Regions from separate parts of the Mus musculus genome. Here all the other regions are linked to region 4. Evidence: chromatin contacts called from public promoter capture Hi-C data. All regions are on one chromosome and are shown on one strand. Each heading gives the region's core, a stretch centred on a gene start, on an enhancer-like site or on the middle of the called end of the contact. The rest is flanking DNA. Distances are from core to core; before and after follow the strand shown.

The links. Promoter capture Hi-C pulls out the DNA fragments that hold promoters and counts their contacts.
Region 1: a promoter capture Hi-C map of hippocampal neurons shows a contact between it and region 4, with 4 times the contacts expected there. The contact joins the promoter of Trpc1 here to the promoter of Slc9a9 in region 4. A contact is called at or near these places in 12 of 39 promoter capture datasets (the 3T3-L1 cell line, the HPC-7 cell line, cranial neural crest and 8 more).
Region 2: a promoter capture Hi-C map of hippocampal neurons shows a contact between it and region 4, with 15 times the contacts expected there. The contact joins the enhancer-like site here to the promoter of Slc9a9 in region 4. A contact is called at or near these places in 9 of 39 promoter capture datasets (the 3T3-L1 cell line, the C10 cell line, cranial neural crest and 5 more) and 1 of 484 Hi-C or Micro-C datasets (cerebral cortex).
Region 3: a contact with region 4 is called in a promoter capture Hi-C map of stem cell-derived epiblast-like cells, with 5 times the contacts expected there. The contact joins the promoter of Pls1 here to the promoter of Slc9a9 in region 4. A contact is called at or near these places in 6 of 39 promoter capture datasets (the C10 cell line, cranial neural crest, hippocampal neurons and 3 more), 1 of 484 Hi-C or Micro-C datasets (B cells), 2 of 115 datasets of contacts at active chromatin or transcription factors (T-cell acute lymphoblastic leukemia and astrocytes) and 1 of 9 other capture datasets (liver).

The regions. Positions count from the first base shown.
Region 1 is chr9:95,748,578-95,753,721 of GRCm38.p6, forward strand. Trpc1 (transient receptor potential cation channel, subfamily C, member 1) reads right to left here and starts at 1,771. Exons shown (of 13, transcript NM_011643.4): 1 at 1,091-1,771. The coding sequence starts at 1,262. Pls1 (plastin 1 (I-isoform)) reads right to left here. Exons shown (of 16, transcript NM_001033210.3): 16 at 4,065-5,144.
Region 2 is chr9:92,898,417-92,904,165 of GRCm38.p6, forward strand. No RefSeq gene overlaps it. Among named protein-coding and RNA genes, the nearest start is that of 1700034K08Rik, 100 kb to the right of the region's middle. Within about 2 kb of position 1,470, at least 7 of the 459 cell types and tissues checked have an H3K27ac peak or open chromatin away from gene starts, as enhancers often do. A contact at or near this core is called in hippocampal neurons, where this site is marked.
Region 3 is chr9:95,842,665-95,847,897 of GRCm38.p6, forward strand. It overlaps Pls1 (plastin 1 (I-isoform)), which reads right to left and starts at 2,615. Exons shown (of 16, transcript NM_001033210.3): 1 at 2,507-2,615.
Region 4 is chr9:94,668,152-94,673,208 of GRCm38.p6, forward strand. Slc9a9 (solute carrier family 9 (sodium/hydrogen exchanger), member 9) reads left to right here and starts at 1,741. Exons shown (of 16, transcript NM_177909.5): 1 at 1,741-2,085. The coding sequence starts at 1,911.

The DNA of each region.
Region 1 (5,144 bases), core at 521-3,020, 1.1 Mb after region 4:
CCTGGCTCTAAATCCATGATGAAATGTCAAGAAGGGATTGCCTTTTGGCCTGGCTAAGATTAAACATAATCATGTAAAAAAAAACAAAAACCTATCTCAAATGCTTTAAAAGGTTTAGGGAGATGTTGTTGACTTAAACCTCTATATGTGAACAAATCCAAAAACTTCTGTAACTAGTTTTCCCATAGTGTGAGCTGGCCTCTGGAAGTAGGCTTCAGAAGTCTGCATGGTTCCAACAACGTTTTCCCAAATAAACACTGCCTTTCAACATCCAACTGCTTAACTGAGGAATGAGAATGTTTCAGTACTTTTTTTGTTTTTCAGATAAGAGATAAAAGCAATCTGGGAGCAACCAAGTTCCATGCTTGTCTTTTAATGTGGCCAGAAAGTGATCAATTTTTAGATTCAAAACCAGTATATTCCACATTATTTCGCCTATATTTACTTTTTTTTTTTTTTTACTACCTTTGCCTCCCTCCAACTCTCTGAAGCAATAAATCTTTCTCCCTAATAAAAAATACCGACATTTAAAAGGGGTTCCAGAAATTTGGGGAAAGTTTCGGCAACTAGGGCAGGATTTTTCGTATTATTTGTGTTAAAGATAATGGGATACTACTCAACTGTAACAGGCTAAGGCACTGCTGGCTGATGCTAAACAGAAGTAAAAGTCTTTTTTAAAAATAACAACAACAACAACAACAACAAACCTACAAGGTGACAGCCCATAAATCGGAGAAGTCTTAAGGGAAATTCGTAGAATTTTCGGATTAGGTCCAAAACTAGCCTCTGGCTCCCAAAGGAAGAAGTAACTTCAAACTAGAGTTTATTAGTGACAGAAGTGGGGCAACTTTGGGATCAAGGCTCCCTCCTCGCCATGGAAACGTCCCACCTGCGCGAGTCCACCGCCCCCGCCCTACCTGCCTGCTGCTCAAGCTCAATTAGGCAGAAGTCCTGCGGGCTGCACAGAGGTGGGAATAGCCGCTGCACACAAGGAAAAGCACGAGTGCCAGGAGTTAAGTTGAGGCAGGGGCCGGACCCGGGGAGTGGGTGCTAGGGTGTCCGGAGGTGGAGAAGGGGGCCTAGCTCTCACCCTTGTCGCACGCCAGCAAGAAAAGCTTCTCATTCAAGGTGTTCTCCTCCTTCACCTCTCGCACATCCTTCAGCGCCATCACTTCGTTGGGCGACGAGGAGGATGGGGAGGAAGGCAGGGAGGAGGAGGAGACGCCCGAGAGGTCCGTGCTCGGGTACAGGGCCGCCATCATCGCGGCCCACGACGGGGGCAGGCCAGGAGACGGAGGCGGGGCCCCCATGGGCGCCGACCCCGACCCCGACCCCGAGCTGGAAAACGGGTGAGTCGTTCCCACGGCCACATCGGCGTGCGGCCCGTTGGCCCCGAAGGGCGTCGCCTCGCCCCGAAACCAGCACTCGCCCTCCACGGACAGCCCCAGGTTGGTGGCCGCGCTGGCGCGGCCCCGGGGCCAGCGCCCTCTGCCCAGCCGCCGGCGCCCCGGTCGAGCTGGTCCGCGCCCGTCCGGGGACGACAGAGTGGAGCGCGCCAGGGCGGCAGCCGAGCGCGGGGCCGTGCCAGGAGCCGCAGGGGCCGCACAGGGAGCGGCCCGGCCTGGGAGGGAGTGAGGGGGCCGCCGGCCGGAGAGCTCGGCGGTGCGCTTCGCAGCACGTCTGGCTCCGGGGCTGTGGGAACCGCTGGCCCAGCAGCACCCACAGGAGGCAGAGGTTCGCGGCTTTCTCCTCACGTCATCCTCAGCCCCGCGGAGGCGACGACACCGGGGCGGGGCTTAAGGCGAAGCCGGGCTAGGGGCGGGGCTTGTAGGGGCGGGGCTCCAGGGCTGACGCGCCTCTCTGGTCGGTCGCCTAGCATCTTGGGCGCGTCTGCAGCATCTTTGAGCACCTGAGGGCATGGGAACCGCTTGGTGGCGGATTTCAGGTAATTTTATCCGCTGCCTGTTTGTGCTGCTGCTGCTACTGCAGCACAGAAAAGGGCCAAGGAGCTTCTGAAGGATTAACGTTTACTTGAAATCCTGTACGGAATTGTCCTAAAGCCTGGCCAAAGCAACCTGATTATGGAGTTTGTGTTTACAGTTCCCTCGTTCCTAAAGGCGTTTTAAAAACAATCTTTGTGATTTAATATGGTCTAACATTCCTGATATTTCCAAAGTCACTATAAAAGTATTCGCATGTAAGTCAAAGGCGACCTATAACCGTTGCATAAGCACAGTTTAGGAGTTACTCGCCATACAAGTCCTTTTAGTGGATTCGTTATATTTATCCTATCTAATTTTAAGAGATTCGCTATTTAGACAACAATTGTCTGACGTCCAGCAAATGCGACTTGAAAACTGCATCTTTTCAATAATTTTTAATTGCTTCCTGCAGTCAACACTAGGGGGAAAATCTGAACTCTACGTTTAAGATTTAGATTTTTAAAGCAATGGATAAATGTACTTAAATTTGAGGGGAATACTGCCTCTCCTATTCAGGCTACTTTGTCCCATTAGTTTCTCTTTCAACATTTAACTTACTAATTCTTAAAAATCAATGTTCTCTTTAGATATTCTCTAAAAGTCTTTGATGTCGAAGTCATCTTTTCAAACGTTTTCTGTATTTGATGTAAATGATAATCTCAAGTTGCTCCAGTTTTTGTTTCTAAATGATCTCCCCGTTGTCGTGTAATGTTTAATACACTTCCAAGTTTATGAGTTTGGTGAAATTTCCAAGAGGCTCAAGGTGAAGCCAGTGGGAGAGAGGAGCGCCCATACATTTGTATATGCACCTCCTTTGTTGCTCAGCAAAATGTTTAGCCAGTAGTAGAAATCTAATCCTGCGCTATCTGAAATTTCAGTATTTGAAGTTAACTCAAATGACTCACAGCCATACACAGATTCTTTATCCAAAGAACTATGGGACTGGATTACTTTCTAAGACTGGAGGGAATTCCAACCCTCTTTGGTAGTAATCTTAAGAGACCTTCCAAAGCACTAGAGAGCCTACTTCAGGCAAGCTGATAATTATAATGCAGGCTTTTGGATTGTCTCCGATACAGACAAACTGCTCAGCGGGCATAAATTGGGACATTCTAACAATACCTACATACTTAGCACATGTGATATGTAGATCAGTATTGGAGTTATGATGAACAATGGTATTCAAAAAACTCAAAAGTGGCATATTACTCTAAGCAACTCCATCAAGTCACAGGCAAACAAAACAGAAACCAAAAGAGGAATCACAACTCCAGCCAGAGAGGGGAAAGAAACTCAGATTTAGATCTAGTCCTACAAGTAGGATGCTACTGATATTTTTCATGTTCTCCTCCCTTTACTCCCGAGGAGCACATCTGTCTCTTTTTCATGGCGCCCACTCGATTGCTTTTCCTCAGAGAGCCCTGACCTCGCTACCCAGAAAACCTCCCCCTCTGCTCTCAGTCAGTCTGCAGCAAATCTCCCCCCACTCCAATGGTCTCTCGGTTTCTTCCCTGCTTCATTTCTTGTTGTTGCTTTATTGGCTGGCCGTCTCTACTAGGATGTAAGTCAAAAGGCTGTTTCTACTTGTCTTAGCTGAGGTCCAAGAATCTAGTTGTGGTACTTGGACACTGGAGACAATAAATTAATGCTAATTATTTTATCCACTCAAATGATTTCATCACAAACTAAGTTTATAACAATCACGCAGTTTGTCTTTTTTTTTTTTTTAATCTTCATATGAGGGCTGGTGAGATGGCTTAGTGGATAAGAGTGCTGGTTGTTCAAACCTGAAGCCCTGAGTTCGATTCCCATGAAGGTGTAAGGAGAAAACTGACCCAACAAATTTGTTCTCTGATATCCACATGTAAGCATGCATGCCCATACACATGTATCATCCATACATACAATGATAATAAAAACACTAGAATTTTAGAATTAATTTTTTTCTCATATGAAAGAAAAAACACTAAAGAAACAGCTTTTGTGTTACTTCACATAGGAGTTGCAGTCTTTTGTGAGGAAATAAGCTTCTAACAGATCAGTATTGAAGGTTCTCTATTCTTTAAATGAAATAAACACAAATTCTACATACACAGCATTTTTATTAAATATATTTCGTGAGAAAAAGAACACCTTAAAGTGCTAAATTCCATGTAATTCAGATTGTTTTAGTAAATATGACAGCGGGAAAAATCAGAGAGGTTTGATTTAAATAATCTCAGGAAAGGAGCGGAAGCATTGTGTCTTCATATAAGAAAACAATCACCAAAATATAAAAGGCGAAGACATTTCATGTAGAAGAATATATTTCAGAATCCCACCTGTCAGTACTTCATTTATAAAAGTCTACCCTAAACACACAGACACTCTCCCTCCTGCTGTATGTTCTGATCAGTGGACAAGGAGGAGGCGGACAACCCATTCACACGGAGAGAGGTGACAGCACTTTCCTTGCATAGCACTATTGCTCACTGGCACTAAAGTGGAGGGCCGGGGAGCTCATTCCTGGCTTCAACTATGAGCAACAGAATTTCTCTACTGCTAAAACTTCTGGGGAAAAGAGGAACACAAACCTCAACTGTTTCCAGGAGACCATGAAAAACTACGACGGACATTAGCTTTTATATACACAGATCTCTACAGAAGCCATTTGGTGGGCATGTCCAGTGATGTAGGTTTCCCTGTAGCCTGAGAGTAGTAAGTGTGATGTGATTCTAGCAGGATAGGATTGGTGTCAGTTAGGACATTCTATCCAATGTTTGGCTGAAAAGTATTTGAAAGCAGTTAGGTGAAAAATAACGATATTCACATTCAGAATTAATATTTGCAAAACAGATCTCCACAGATCAGATTATCCACAATTGAAAAGTGTCACACACATTGTGGGGGCAAAATAAATACTTAACGGCTGGCTGACCACTTAATACATACCATTTTAGAAAAGGTGGGTAACTCAGATGACTTAGAGAAATACATATGTGTAACATCCTACCAACATATAGTATTATGCTTGATGGTGGAGACAAAGCTGTGTTATCAGACTAGCACATGTGATGCTGGAGACAAAGCTGTGTTATCAGACTAGCACATGTGAAGTAACAATGGAGCTACAAACAAACTGTAAGTAAAAATCTCCTACAGCTTAAACAAGAGAGTGAACGT
Region 2 (5,749 bases), core at 220-2,719, 1.8 Mb before region 4:
CAGCTACTTAACAAAAATGGCAACCCTGGACAACGGGGCACAAGTCTTTTATAGGAAACTGGGGAATTTTTTTTTAGCAAAGCTTAGGTAATCTAAAACTTCATTGGCGGGTGCTGTGAAGGTTTCATGGATTGGTTTCTGATTTGCTGCTATGTTAGTTTTACTATATTTGGTGAGGTCTTGAGGAAACTTCAGGAACTGTTTCAGCTCTGGGCTTCTCCTCCCTTTGTCAGAGCCATTAGTAGCTAACAGCCCATTGTCAGTAGGTGCTTCTGGGGAGCTTTATCAGCTCCCATAGGAAACTGAGACTTTTCTATTCCCAAAGTTTTTATTTTTCTTTTTTTTGGGGAGTTCTCAGAATTACAATGAGTAAACATCTAAGTAAAAGTAGAAGTGTCCCATTTCTCAATGCTGTACACCCAATATAAATCTTGTTTCCAAAATACACCACAAATTAAGCACAGTAAAATTTCTCTATTTTTTCCATAAAGTACTGGATTATCATAGTGTGAATTGATGGCCATGAGTGGTGTGTATCAAATAGAAAGGCACTTGGTGGGAAGTTTGTTGTTTGAATAATGTGAATCAATAGAACCAGAAAGGTTTCCTGTGGGAAACATGGTATTTTGAATCCCAGGTGTGAAGAATCAGGCTGTGTGACCTTTGGAAGGCCATTTCTCTCTTTCAGCCTCAATTCTCATATTTTTAAAAAGTAAGAAAGACTGAAAATTATGGTTTAAAATTATTCAAGAAAATGAAAAGCACACCCATAAAAATCAGCAACATATGTTAGAAAAACGAGTACTTGCCTAAAAGATGAAGAAAGAAAATATTGAATAAGTGAAATATAAACAGAGGATGATCAACAGAGCAAGGAGATTATAAGCTTCCTCATATCAGTCATAGAAAGATACATTATTTTTATTTTTATTGTTTTAAATTTTTATTTCAATTTTATATGTCATGGGTTTCCTATAAAAGCTTAAATTCCTATCCATGGTAGTGCATATTAAAATAAGTCCATGGTTATCTTGCAGCTCCATGTGTGAAAATTAAAAAATAAACATTTATACAGGTGTTAGAATACTTAAGAGATTTGTGTATGAAATTTATTCAAAGTAATGTGTGATGTACACAATCAACTGTTAGTGAGGTGGGTAAAATTTCAAATAAAATACTAGACTTGATGTGATAAATGGTATATTATTGAAAAATATCTCGTGAAATGGATTTAAAATTAAATTAATAATCAAAAAATTCAAATCACTCTGGCTAAAAAAAATTGGGAAACCTGAATATACCATTTGCTCTGATGTATCTGTTGTTAAAGTTGATCTATTCCTTCACATTTGTAATTGACATTAAATTTCCTGAAACTTTTTAAAATTCTGCTTATATAATACTGCGCCTAGCTGTTTGAGCTAAGCATGAAGTGACAATGTGAAAACAAAGTCTATTTCTATCTACTGTGAAAATTCTAGGAAAACGGCCAACAGATTACATAAATCAAAACTCACATCAGCACTGTATACTAAGCAGATGGCTTTATATGCTAATGTGTTATTTGATGCGCTATCCCTATTGACCGGAGGGAAGATAAAAACCTCTGTAAGGTCACAAAGACCTTCTGCTCACACCCTTTCCCTCCTTCTTGTTGTCACTATGTCAACTGCTGATGAGAATTTAGACTGTGCATAAAACATTGTGTTGTCTTTTTATTTCTTAAAATATATAAAATATACTTGAGCAGAAATATTTCTTGATAGAAATTCTGAGTATAAGGCAGGATAAGAAAATATAAGTAATCCTATAAGACTGAGAATAAAAAATAAGCAACAACCCCCCACTCTTTTATGACTTTAAAATAATCTATAATTTTAAAATGAGAAAGCAGACTATTCCCTTGAAAAATATGAACTCAAGAAATGATAAATATTTTAGGAAAATACTTTAGAAAATAAATAATTTCTCAAAATGTAGATATCTTATTTGTATTTATGAATCTTGATATGCTGAGATTAGTGGATATCTCTTCAAACAAAGAAGAGAGAAAACAATATCATTAAGCTGATAATCAACTTATGTAGTGTTTTCCAGTTGATTAGTTCAGAAATGTTCACCCCACATAAAAAGGCATACATCTGAAAAATCAGAATATACATCTTACCTAAAATGTTGGCAAAAACTCCACCTGCACAGAAAGGCCCAATGTCCAAATTAAAGTGGGAAGCTTATTCAGTAAAATTATGGGCAGTTTCAGGACTCAAGGTTTTCCCTAGACTTGTTGGTAAGATGGCACAGAGAAGGAGAAGAAACACTGTCCTCGGAAATCTGATTTCTAGACATTGTGATCCAATAATGCGTCCTGAAAATTTGTTGATCATGCTGAAGTAAGAATTAGACCATTTTTATATATATTTATGAAGAAAGACTGTTGAACACTGTAAGCAGAATTTCATGGGCTTTCCTATTAGGATCTTGGAAAAAAGTAGTGATGAGAACTATGCATACTCAAGAACTTTCACAGAAGAATAATATTAGCCACTGTGATAGAGACCATTCCTAAGATAATTTGACAAACAATGTAGCTTCTTTCTGCTCTAGTCTTGAGTTTGCCTCAGGAAAACTTAAAAAGTAATCAGCTAAATTCTTTGCTTGAGGATATTTCAAAATAGCCTATTATAGACTTTATCACAGAATTACTAGTAATCACTGTCTGCAGATCTACAATGAAAAAGAACAAGTGGGCCAAAAATAAATACAAAACTACAATTTGAAGAGAAAAAGCACAGTGAAAACTTAATTTCATATCCGAGGACTGTGCTGAGAGAAAGCAAAATTAAGGAGAAGTCTGATCTCCATTGGAGTGAAAAGAAGAGCACCCACAGGGAAAGACTCCACCTAGCTAAGGTTCCAACTTTCTAAGAGAAAAGGTCTAAAGAATTTTCTGTCCCTAGAAAGAAACAAGAAATAAATGTTCTGCAAATGTGTGTCAAGAGGACCAAGTTCCATCCCAAGTAGGCAGGAAAACTTGGCAGTTGTCAACTTATGGTGCTGGCTTTAATGTCATGGAGGATACAAGGTTAAAGGGGTCATGAAATCATCTTTGTTTCCAGAGAGCTAAGGCCAGGAATATGACTTGAGAGGTATGAATCTGTGAAAGTGACTCTTGTACTGACTGAGAGAGAGATTTCAAGAGGCTGGTTATTTTGTTTATTTACATTTCAAATATTATCCCCTTCCCAATTTCACATCCATAATTCCCCTACTTCCCCTGATCCCCCTTGCTTATATGAGGGTACTCCTGCCTCAGTGTCCTAGCATTCCCCTATGCTGGGTCCTCCACAGGACCAATGGACTTCCCTCCCATTGATGCCAGATAAGGCAGTCCTCTGCTACACATGTGGCTGGAGCCGTGAGTCCCTCTATGTGTAGTCTTTGGTTGGTGGTTTAGTCCCTGGGATCTTTGGGAGGTCTGGTTGATTGTTATTGTCTAAGTTCATGCCTTGCTTTTTTTTTTATTAGAGCCTGCCTAATAGACAAGAAATTTATGTATGGTGTGTAAGCTTTTTATAGTGTGGTTTTTTTTTTTTTACTTCTAATCCTTATTATTAAGGTGAGATTGATATAAAAATTGGACATCTTTAATGTGTATAACTAAATGATTTGGGGGGAAGCCATGTAGTTGTTAAACTACAGCCACTGAAGTTGTATCAATCACCTTTCATAGCTTCCTTTTCCCACCTTCATCATCATCATTTTTCATCATCATCACTATCATAACCATCAACACCACCACCACCATCACCTTCATCACTATCACTACTACCACCACCACCATCATCGTCATCATTGCCATCACCATCACCACCACCACCACCATCATCATTACTATATCATTACCACCAACACCACCATTATCGTCATTGCTATCACCATCATCACCACAAACACCACCACCACCACCACCACACCATCACCATCATCATTGTCATTATCACCACTATCATCACTACCACTATCACCACCACCATCATCACTATCCCCATGACAACCACCACCACTCCTGCCACCACTATCATTGTCCTGTTAGGTTGTGGTAATGCTTCCATTATTAGTTTTACAAGAATGGTCAGGCTTGCCACATTAGTTATTTCTCTGTGTGGTAAAAGCACAAAATATAAGGTTAATCTTTTGCACACAAATTAGTTTTTCTAGCTTCAAATTCCAGAAGGTTTTCTACTGGACTTTCATCTGAGAATGCACCACAAACCACAGGAGTTGCTAATGTTTCCCGAGACATCAGGCTATAAAGTGCCTTTTGAGTTGTAAACTAAGAATGCAGAAACATATAATAGGGAGAACAGGAGGGATTTGTTTCCCTGTCCTATGGAATCAGCTGTCCTGATGATATCCAAGTTAGATAAGACCAGAGTATATGTGTGATTTTGATATTTAAAGGTTCAGAGCTTAGACTTCTCCCCATTCCTCCAATTTAGATCTATGAGAAATTATAATTCTGGGAGAAAATTAATGGTTAAAAAGGACAACTTTCTACTCAGTAGACTTCATGTTGTACAGTTAAGAAAGGTCTGCAACCCTGCCAGAACTCCTTCCTGGGATATATCAGGATGTATGGAGGACATGCTTGTGGAAACAGGACATCTGGATCTGACTGACTCATCAGCATAGCTTAGTGGGCTCCATGTCCCATGCAACCCACAGCCAGCCATCACAACACCAAATTACCCAGTAGAAATAAAATTCTTAAAGCTTATAGTTAACCAATCAGATTTATGTATCAATAAAATCACAATTTACAAGATGCCAGCCAATTAATAATGATAAAGCGTTATCACAATTATTCTTATGATATCATCATGTCGGCCTCCATTCTCCTTCTCCCTCTCTCCTGAGATGCTCTCTCTCTCTCTCTCTCTCTCTCTCTCTCTCTCTCTCTCTGCCACTCCTAGCTCCACCTCCCCTTTCCCTGTCCAATTACAGACCTCCTCTGCACTAATGTAATTGGACAGGGAAAATCTTGCAACAAGAGTAAACTTTCTTTAATGTTAATTTTCCATCTAAATTTTACTATTAAGAAAGTTGGCCTAGTCAGCCATCACTGGAAAGAGAGGCCCTTTGGACTTGCAAACTTTATATGCCCCAGTACAGGGGAACGCCAGGGCCCAAAAGGGGGAGTGGGTGGGTAGGGGATTGGGGGGTGGGTATGGGGGACTTTTGGGATAGCATTGGAAATGTAAACGAGGAAAATACCTAATTAAAAAAAAAGTGACCTCAAGCAACAGAACTATTAGAAAGTAAAACCACAAATATGGAGAAGGACTAATACACACACACACACACACACACACACACACACACACACACACACACACACATATATATATATATATATATATATATATATATATATATGAGGTTAAACTGTAACAAAATACATAATAACATTTTATTAACCAAAGTGTGTCTCCTTAAAATGTGTATGCTAAAGTCCTAACCCTCAGGAACTCATAGAGGGCCTTTAAAAAAAAAGAAAAAAGAAAGCTTGTTATTAAATATATAATGAAGAATATGCCCCAAAATATAAAATAATGACAAAGGGTTGTTACTGATCCTTTTATTTTAATAATTCATGTTTAGCTGAAAATATACCATTAATTCAATTTGATATTTTTTGGCAGGAGAGGTAGGAATGACAACACATTCATTTCCTTCACTGTTATTCCTA
Region 3 (5,233 bases), core at 1,365-3,864, 1.2 Mb after region 4:
TAACAGTAAGATACAGGAAAAAAAAATGTCCCAATAGGAAGTGCTTGTAAGACTTTAAAAAGATATTATAAACCCACTACCAATACCTCCATCATGAAAGAGGAATTTTCAACACCTCTCCCTTCTCTATACCTCATCTTTTTGCCACATCCTTAATTTACATTCTTTCTTTCTTTTCTTTTCTTTTCTTTTCTTTTCTTTTCTTTTCTTTTCTTTTTTTTTTGAAACAGGTTGAAACTCACTATGTAGACCAGACAGACAGACTTCAAACTGGCAGAGATCCTCCTGCCTCAGCCTACTGGGTACTGGAATGACAGGTGGTCATCACACAAGGCCTTTACATCATTTTAAAAATGTGTTTATTTTATGGGTATGAGTGCTTCAACTGCATGTATGTCTGTGTGCCAGATGTGTGCTGGTGCCAGAGGAGGTCAGAAGAGTCTATCAGACCCTCGAGAACTGGAGTTACAGATGCTTGGGAGCCACCATGTGGTGCTGGGAAGCAAAGCAAGATCCTTTGGAAGAGCAGCCAGAGCTTTTAACCACTGACCCTTTTCTCTAACCTGGCGTTTCTTAAGTCTGCATCCTCCACTCTGCATTTATGGTTAACCCACATCCTGGGAACGCTCCTCACTTCGGCTCCCATCTCCAGGGCTCCCATCTCCAGGGCTCCCAACTAATCTGTGATTTTGGATTTTCAGAAATCACTCCAACTTGCTTTTTTTGTCTCTATCTCTTGCACTGCTCTAAGGTGAACTCCCTGACCACCATAGACCATGCACACCAAATCCCCGGAAATGTCCCTCCTCCTGCAAACAGCAGCTGAGATGAGTTTGAACTTAGTACTGGGTGGGATCTTTTAAGTCATACACTCTCCAGAGTTTACACACCTAACAACTCTACAGTCAAAAAATAGGGATGTGTTCTAAACAATAATTCAGGAAGCTGTATCCAAAGGGGAGTACGGCAGCACGGACAGAAGTCATAAAGCACTGTGGGGTTGGGGTTAGGAAGAGAGCTACACATGGCTGCTGCTATCAAAGGGAACTTCCAAGAAGAGGCTACACCTGAGCAATGAGCTCACACCCGGGAGGGAAACAAGCAAGCATTCAGTGTGAGAAAGGGCACAGGGTTCGGTTCCCAGACCAGCATCCCCATCAGGGAGGCTTGAGAGGTGTGTGGCTTTGTGAATAGAGGGATGAGCAAGGTAGGAACTAACTCCCTGCCTCCATCAGACTGAGCGGGAGAGGCTGGAAGAGAAAGAAAGGTCAATCATCTACAACAAGAAGAATATCAGAGAGGCACAGTAAAGAGATCCCTGAAATCAGAAAACCAGCTTCCCAGGCCCTGCTTGGCCCTGAGGGGCGAGCGCGGGCAGAGCAAGTCATCTAACCTCCCTGGTCTCAGCTTTCTCATTTGTAAACTGAAGCAGCTGAACTGGCTGACCTCAGAGGTCCCTCGGAACAAAACCAGACCAACTGTATATTATTTCGACCATTAAAACCCTCACGGCAGGAAAATAAAGGGAAGGGGGGGGGGTCTTCTGTGATCTCTTTTCTAGTTTGTTTTTTCCTCCTCAACTTCAATTTTCCGTTTCCTACACTTACTACGGTCACGTGCCTCTCGCATCACAAATTTAACACTTTCCTATAGAATTTCACTAATGAATTAAGTTTAAAGAGGAGTTGGTTACAAGAGGTGGGGCGTGGAATTAAATGCCCTTGCTTCACCTTTGTGGGGCCAAAACATTGGTCTCTGTATTCATCCTGAAATTCTAGTTATGATTCCACATTCCTCCAACAAAGAAATGTTCATTCCGTGTTGGCCCCATACAGTCTACAACAGCTTTGAGGTAGGATACATGTCTGTATAAGTCACACAATGTAAATAACTAGGAAAGTTTTTCTTTTCAATACTACTCATTGAAGCCTGGGATGGGGGTAATAATGTTAAAAATGGGTTTCTGTATTTTGTTTTGGTATTTTTTTCTTTTTAATTTTTAAAGCTTATACTCGAAAATGCAGCCTGCTGAATCGCACAAAATTCTTGGCACTTTCCCCTAAGACTGACATTTCTTGCACTGCATCCAGAGGCCCCAGGGCTCCTGGAAAGGCACTTAAGTCCAGCAAACACGGATGCAATTTCATTCTGTCCCTACATTCGCCTGTGCACCAGAGGCGAACACAGTAACACAACTTAAGAGACACACCAACGGATCAGAAAAACCTCTTCAACAGCCACGCAAAGTTTAAACCAGAAAACTTAGTACCCTCCCTTCCTAGATGCAGGGTATCACGATGTGCTTCCTGGGCTGGGGCTTAAGCAGCGACACACAGGACTTCACACCTGAGCGCAAGACTCCGCCGCAGGGCAGGAGCGCGCCCGCAGGTGTCGGAGGAACCCGGAGCCCTCGCCGAGCGCCGCTAAGCCAAGCTTGCCTTTCCTGCCCGGCCTCCCCCTCCTGACCCACGCCCGCTTGTGCGTTCAGGCACCCAGCCCCCGGTACCTGCGGCGGCCGTTCGGCAGCTCCTGCCCGGGATCCCCGCGCCCGCTGGTCTGGTCCGCTCCGCTGCGGCTGCCACTCACCCGCCTCCTTGCTCCTGCGCTCGCGCCACTGCGCATGCTCGTCCCGCACCCCCACCCGCACGCTTGAAATCCACTCGCCAGGTTTTAGTTGCTGCACCCAGGGGAGAGGCCACCAGATCTTTGCAGTCAGGTGAAAGGAGGCTTGCAGGAGCTAACTAAAGAGGTTTGTGTTGAGGTTGGGGGATGGAAGATGGGGAAGTGGACCCGCGCTGCAGGGGCGTCATCCCTGCTGCCCACGCTTCACTCAGCCTAATTACAACTGTCTGCACCCCTGAAATGAGTTTTAGCACGGTGGTTCTCAAACAAGGGGGCCTCAGGTTTTTGTTCAAACAGCTCTCAAACCCAGAGTATCCGCATCTTTTATCTGAATGCTGGATGTTTCTAATGTGTTCTCAGAACACTAGTATGCATAGCACTTTTGAAAACTACAGCTCACAAGGTAAGATAATTATTAAAGTAAAACAATTTCTCTCATCCTTCTCCCTTCTGGGGAATTCAGATGATCCTTCCCTCTTTATTAAACAGCCACACCTATTTAAAATAAATAACCAAAGCCCACACTCAAACAAAGGCAGGACCTTTTTCCAACAACATCTGAGTCAAGCCAACGGAACGCAGCTTCAAGGGCTCTTGTGTGCTTTTCTGGTAGCATGATCCACAGGTGTGCAGGGTACTTTTGCTGTCCTTTGACCTAAGGTCCTAGGTGACCCTTGGCCCTGTAGTCCTGAACTGATGCAGAACAGGTAGCAATCAGGCCGGTAGGAATGTGGCTTCAGTACACTGAAACTGTTTAAAGTCCAAAAGAATTGGTTGGGCCAAAGAGGAGTGAGCTAAGGACTTCTCCGTGCCTAGAAAATCCCATAACCCAGAAAGTCCAATAAATAACGTTTTTGTCTGAGTGCAGATGTACAAGAGGAATTGTGTTCTCTCAAAATATTTACTTAAACATGTATGTACAACATGACTTAGCCATTTCATTCTTAGCTCTTGTCCAAGATAAACTAAAGCATATCACATAGAGGCTTGAATACTGATGTAGTAGCTTCCTTCTCTTTTTCTGTAGCCACAGTTGGAAGGAATTGACTGTCAAAAGCAAACGTGCTACATCAGCACAATGGACTACTACTTGGTACTAAAAGAGAATGACCGATCTAAATGCTTCACTATAGATTGCCACATCCTCCTATACCAGGAGTGAAGGAAGAAAAAGAAAACACACAGAGAGAAATGGACAGGGAAAAAAAGCTGAGATTGGGTGGTCTGGGCTCCAAGGTTGAGAAGCCACAGGGTCCTGGAGATGGTTTATGTGTAGTTTATTATGTACAGTTGAATGGGGAGGTGGGGTTATTGCGTGTAGCTGAACAAGGAGGCAGGTGTAGGGAGACTCAGTGGGAGAGCGGTGGGGCAGTCTCTGTAGGAAAGCAGTCCATGGGCAGCAATGGTGACCTTTTCAGCCCACACGACCAATGCCTGTAAATGGTCCAGAGGAAGGCTTGGCCATCCCTCTGAGCCTTTCCAGACCCAGGGAAGGCTTTGCCATCTCCACAGGGCTGACGCACTGGGGTACCTGACATGGTGAAGCCCACTCACTCAGGACTTCATTTGCTCCCTACAATAGATAAATCTCAAAATCATTATGCTGAACTGGAGAAAGCAGAGAGAAAATATATAGCGTGAAGCTTCATTTCTGTGAAGTCACACCTTGATAAGAACAAAAGCAAAGTCAGTAATTGCATGGGCCAGAGGTGGAGAACGAACGAATGAACTGCAACAAGACAATGAGAATCTTCCAGGGTCATAGAGACATTCTCTTTATTGATAATAATGATGATTTGCTGGGTGTAAAAAAAATACCAAGGCTAAAGTGGATACTTTAAACATGGAAAATTCACTTTCTATAAATTATTGCCCAATAGAATTGGAAATGATAATCAAACATACTTATATTCTATACATGTAGTGAAAACATTGACTGATAAGTCCATGAAGAAATGCAGAACCCAAATATGACATCACTTGATTTGGGGGAAGGCAAAAGAAGCTCATTCCCCTAAAGGAAGGTAAAATAGTTGGTTTTCAACCATTTGTAAAAGTAACTAGTCCCAAGACGCAACTTGTTGATGATAAAACCAAAGTGTTTCACAGAAGTTTCTCCCAAACCTAAAATAGCAAGTATATCATTAGAAATGAACATAATTATAAGCAGAATTGTAAGTGGGTTCATTGAGGTAGGCCTATAAGCCTAGCTACTTGAAAAGCTGCGACAGGAGGATTACAATGGAAGACCAGCTTGAGCATAGGCATAAAGAGACTTTACAGGGGGCTGGAGAGATGGCTCAGCGGTTAAGAGCACTGACTGCTCTTCCAGAGGTCCTGAGTTCAATTCCCAGCAACCACATGGTGGCTCACAACCATCTGTAATAGGAACTGATGCCCTCTTCTGGTGTGTCTGAAGACAGCTATGGTATACTCATATACATAAAATAAATATTAAAAAAAAAAAAGAGACTTTACAAGAGCCTGGGCTCTAGCCCCAGTACAAAGAAGGGAAGAGGAAAGGGGAAAAACAGTTGTCTGCTCAACTGACTATATCACCTCCAGTGGAAAGGAAGATTTTCAGACTCATGGAGAAAGTTGGACATGGTGG
Region 4 (5,057 bases), core at 491-2,990:
TATGAAAAAACAAACAAACAAACAAAAAATTAGTTACAGAGTTGAATCAGAGAGTTAGAACCAGTCTTTTGCTTGTAAATGATGTTTTGAGAGTCCTAGCTTTTACAACTGGAAAGGTAGAGAGGCCATGTGTCCTTATGCCTCAAGAAAACAGCTTTCCATTTTAATGTTCCCAGTGAAGCGTCTCTATGGACGAGAAATACTGTCTTTGTTCCAAATCGTCCTAGCCAACTGCTGTTGACAGTGCTGCCATTCTCCATGCTCCAGGCAGCAGGCTTGGGCCAGGCTTCCAGGTGAGGCCTTCCTTTCTCTACCCACAATTCCTTCATCTTCCTACACTGCCTTATTTCAACAGCAAGCTTAAAGCTTTTGAAAAGCTTGTAGAGTCAGGCAAACAATCTCCTGCTCCTTCTCACCCACTTCCTGGGTCTCTTCACAGGAAGAGGGAAAGAGATGTGGTAAGACAATCGAAGAGCAAGTCTGCCTTAAAAGCAGCAAAACCAGGAAGTTCTCTCGTTTTTGAATTTGCATTATCTTGTAAATCTAACGACTCACCTGTGGGTTTTTGAATACGGAAGGTGAGGCTGCTGGCAAATGCTTGCAAGCAATAGCTGACAGGCTTCAAGACAACTCCAGTATTAGTCATCACAGAGATGCGTGCCAAAAGGGACCATGGGTAAAAACATCTGCTGTGCACACAGATGCCCCCTGCTGAGCCAAGCACACAGAGAAAACCAACTCCAGCTCGGAGTTGCATAAGCAAAGAGGCTGAGGCACTGGAGTGCTTGATGCTCTCCCAGAGTGGGAAATTAGCTTTCCGATGGGTAGTTACCTTCCAGTGTCTATGTAGCTCAGGGAGACCTTGAATTCACAGCGATCCTCTTGCCTCAGCTTCCTGAACGCTAGAGTTACAGGTCTGTAAGACCATAATATTATTATGTGTTTGTCTCAAAGCCTTTAGTGTCATATTTTTTTCAGGGTGCCTTACAATACAGAAATGGAATTCTAATTCTATCAGAATAGAAGCCAGACATTAACACTCGTCCATTTTACCATGTGGTGAGATGTGGGGGTCTCCACAGCAGACCTGGCTGCATGGTGACTGATTGGTAAAGACAAGGAAATCTTGATGTTTGCCTAGGAAGCAGAAGAACTGGAGGTACCAGTCTTAAACACCTCCCTCTCCCTTTTCTCCCTCCCTCCCTTCTTCCCTCCATCCTCCACCTTCTCTATCTCTCTTCCTTTTTTTCTTCAACAAATTTAAATAGCACCGTTAAAGGACTGGGGCTAGACTTTTCTTTTTGATTATTTTAGTTGACCGGCAATTATAAAAAGTCAGAGAATCGTGCACTGGATCTGTGCCTCTCAACTTCAGAAATAGTCCTGTGAAATCATACCTGTCAATCCTCCCCTGGGAGGCTGTGGTGGGAGGGGAGAAACCTGAGTAGGTGAAGTTAAGGGTCTGGACTTGCCCTTTTGAATCTGAAAACTATTGATGTGCCGGGTTGAACTGTCTTACTATCAATGTACAATTTGCCAGTTGCATACAGACTAAGAAATCATGCTGGAAACAGGAGGGCCACGAGTCTGGACATCAGCATCTTGCTGGCAGATTTGACCAGTGTGGAAGATCTCTTTCCAGAGTGAATCATTTAAAGACAGAATCTTTTATGATGAAACCACCCTCTGGAGTTTGAAAAGAGACGGGGCTGCTTTAAGAGAGAAACAGGAAGTTGTAACGAGAAGCCGGTCTGAATGCTAAGCCATCTGAATTGCTTGCGAAGTAGCAACAAAGTAGCAGCGTTTATTCTGAAATTCTGTGGGCGCCAGTCTATCCTAGGCAACCCTCATCTAAGGGCTCATCCCTTGTCCAGGGATTTCTCTGAGCATCACAGTCGGTCGAGTGGAGAATGGCTGGGCAGCTTCGGTTTACGTCAGGGAAGGATGAAGATCATTTTCAACACCAGGGAGCAGTGGAGCTACTCGCGTTTAATTTTTTGCTCATCCTTACCATTTTAACAATCTGGTTATTTAAAAATCACCGATTCCGCTTCTTGCATGAGACTGGAGGGGCGATGGTGTATGGTGAGTGTGTAAATGGTGGGGTAGATGTGTAACTTGTTGCCTGGGCGTAGTAATTAGAGACTTGTGCTCAGATGGCAAAGTGCAGAAAGTGAGGGGAACATGCTGATTGAAGTGTCATTAGCTCAGCGAGAGGTGCCGCAGTGTTAGGGATGCTAACCTCTTTCCAGAGGAGCGGCAGAAATTCCGCCTGACCACAGAGCAGCTGTCACAGTGACAGGCTCTGAGGCAGCACAGTATGTGAGTCTGTTGACAGCTGCAGTCCTTTGTCATGCGGGGAGTCATGGAGCGCTAGTCATGGTAGTAGGTTGTGGTGGCAATGCAGTCAGTCAGCGCAGCCTCTTCCACAGGCAGCCAGAGGAGCCAGGCAAAGTTAAGGGAATGGCTTCAGACTGCATGGAGGAAATACCCTTTCAACTATTTTCAAGAAGAAATACTCGTAGAAACAGACCCCACCCTTGTAATGGGAATAATTGTGTCCAAATCCTTTTTCATCCTGTGAACACTATTTTAGCTTCTGATAATAAAAGTGTTAAACCAAGAATTTCCTATTTAACATTTTCCATTGCTTAGCCTGATTTAATATGGTCTTGTTTATAATACTTATTTGTGTTCTCACACCACACACACACTTCTCTCTCTCTCTCTCTCTCTCTCTCTCTCTCTCTCTCTCTCTCTCTCTCTCCCTCTCCCTCTCTCTCCTCTCTCTCTCCCTCTCTCTCTCCCTCTCTCTCCCCCTTTCTCTCTCTCTCATTTTAGACAGGTCTCACTCTATAGACAAGGTTGGCCTCAGACTCACAGTGATCTTCCTGCTTCAACCTCCTGGGTGCTGGAATAATATGTATAAGTAAGAACACCCAATTCTTTAAACTACAGAGGGGAAAAAAGGTTTTAATTTAAGGTTTAACCTCCCAAAGTGATGCTCTTTCTGTGCAAGTTACCATGGCATCCATCATTTTTGGGAAGTTTAATAAAATGTGATTATGGAGTTTGTACAGACTAGCCTGGTTTATCTAGTTTATTAAGATGAGCTACAAGGCACTAGCACTGAGCTGGTACTGAGACAAATTGTCTCACTACCAACTGACTTCATGACCCTTATCCTACCAAGTAAAAGGTAACAGCTTTGAACATAATGGGAACAGTCAAGGGCTGCCAAAACGGATAGCAAAGAACATACTTTTTGACTTCTCCTTCTTTTTGGAGGAGGCCCTTTTATATGTCTGGGCTCCAGGGAAACAAGATGAGGGCACCTTTCATGTGCTAAGCGTGTGATGGACTGATGTTAACAAGGAATGGTCCTGAAGGGAAAGCATGAGATAGCCTACCCTTGAGCCACTTGAGCTGTAGGACAGACCGTTAAGGCCATGTAGTGCAGCTTGCTTTCTCGAAGCCAATTCAGAGCTCCACTAAGTTTCTTTGTACTGAAGGTCCTACAGCACACAGCAAAACTTTTCAGGGTGGGAGAGACAGGCCAAAAGAGAAGGGCACAGCGCTTTCAGAGGCCGAGCCCTAGACGTGAGTCATTCTCCCTTTCTCCATAATCGATTTACCAGGAGCTTTCTCTATCTTGGGTAATAAATAATCAAAAAGATGCAGGGTGTAATCTGAGAAGCCAGAAACACTGTCATCCTAAGCATCAGATCAAAGGGCTGTGCATATTTTAGCGATACAACACATAGTTAAGATTAAACCCTTACTGGAAGGGAAGATTTCTCCATGTGCTTGAATTATAACAGTTTTTTTTTTTTTATCAATTTTCTTCTCTGTGGTAGGGATATTGTTTTATAAAAGTAGTTAAACTTTGACTTAAATAATTCTTGATTAGATTTAGTTAATAATGGTTGTCCCTGCACTGAACAGTCAAGCATGGTGGTCCTCCCCAAGCTGAACAGTCAAGCATGGTGGTCCTCCCCAAGCTGAAGAGTCAAGCATGGTAGTCCTCCCCAAGCTGAAGAGTCAAGCATGTTAGTCCTCCCCAAGCTGAAGAGTCAAGCATGGTGGTCCTCCCCAAGCTGAAGAGTCAAGCATGGTGGTCCTCCCCAAGCTGAAGAGTCAAGCATGGTAGTCCTCCCCAAGCTGAAGAGTCAAGCATGGTAGTCCTCCCCATGTGTTTTCATACATTTCAAGCTGTTAATGAGGTTCTTGTTCATTTCAAGGGTAAACTCTGAAAATAATTCATTAAGATGGCTTCCACAGACTTCTAGGATAAGCATTTTTTCAAAATGCTTTACTGAAGTGCTTAGTGTAGACTTTCTGTCAGGGATGTAATGAAATAGTCAAACTAAAACCCAGGAGAACGAGGAACTCTAAGGAACAACTTTTAGTAGTAAGAGGGAGAGAATTCCAAAGGTTTAGTCTCTGTAAATGAATAAGCAGTTCGTACAGTTGTAAGGAATCTTAGAGAATGGAATCCTCGTTGTGCAGAGGAAGTGGGGCTTAGATGGAGGTCATGGTAGTGGCTGGTGCTGAGCTGGGGTCCAGCACGTCTTTTAATCAGAGATGCTGAGACAGTAATAAGTAACTTCCTTCAGGGATATTCCAGGGAGTGTGTGTATGTGTGTGTGTGAGCAGGGGTGGGAGGATGGTGGAGAAATGAGGATGTTCCAAATATATGATCCTGTTGTAAACCTTTAAGGCTTGGCCATCTAGTTTCTTCTCCAGGGGGTCTGACAAAGTAAAATTTCAGGGTAAACCCTTTCTCCATCTGAGGAAGCAAGACATTGTTTCTGCAGTAGTCTGGCTAAAGGCATAATGAAAACCAATGGAGAAGACGACAAACGTAGACTTTTTCTTGTTTTCTGAAGACAGACACTTTAGAGTAGCCTGGGACAGATCTCTCCATCCTGCTGTTAATCAATATGCTGACCGTTAATGTCTGTTCTGGCTTTTAGTCCCATTTAAGTGATTATTACCGCTGCTTATTCTTTCCAGTCTTGCCATAGAGCACCTCGGATAGTTTGCCTTTCCCTTTG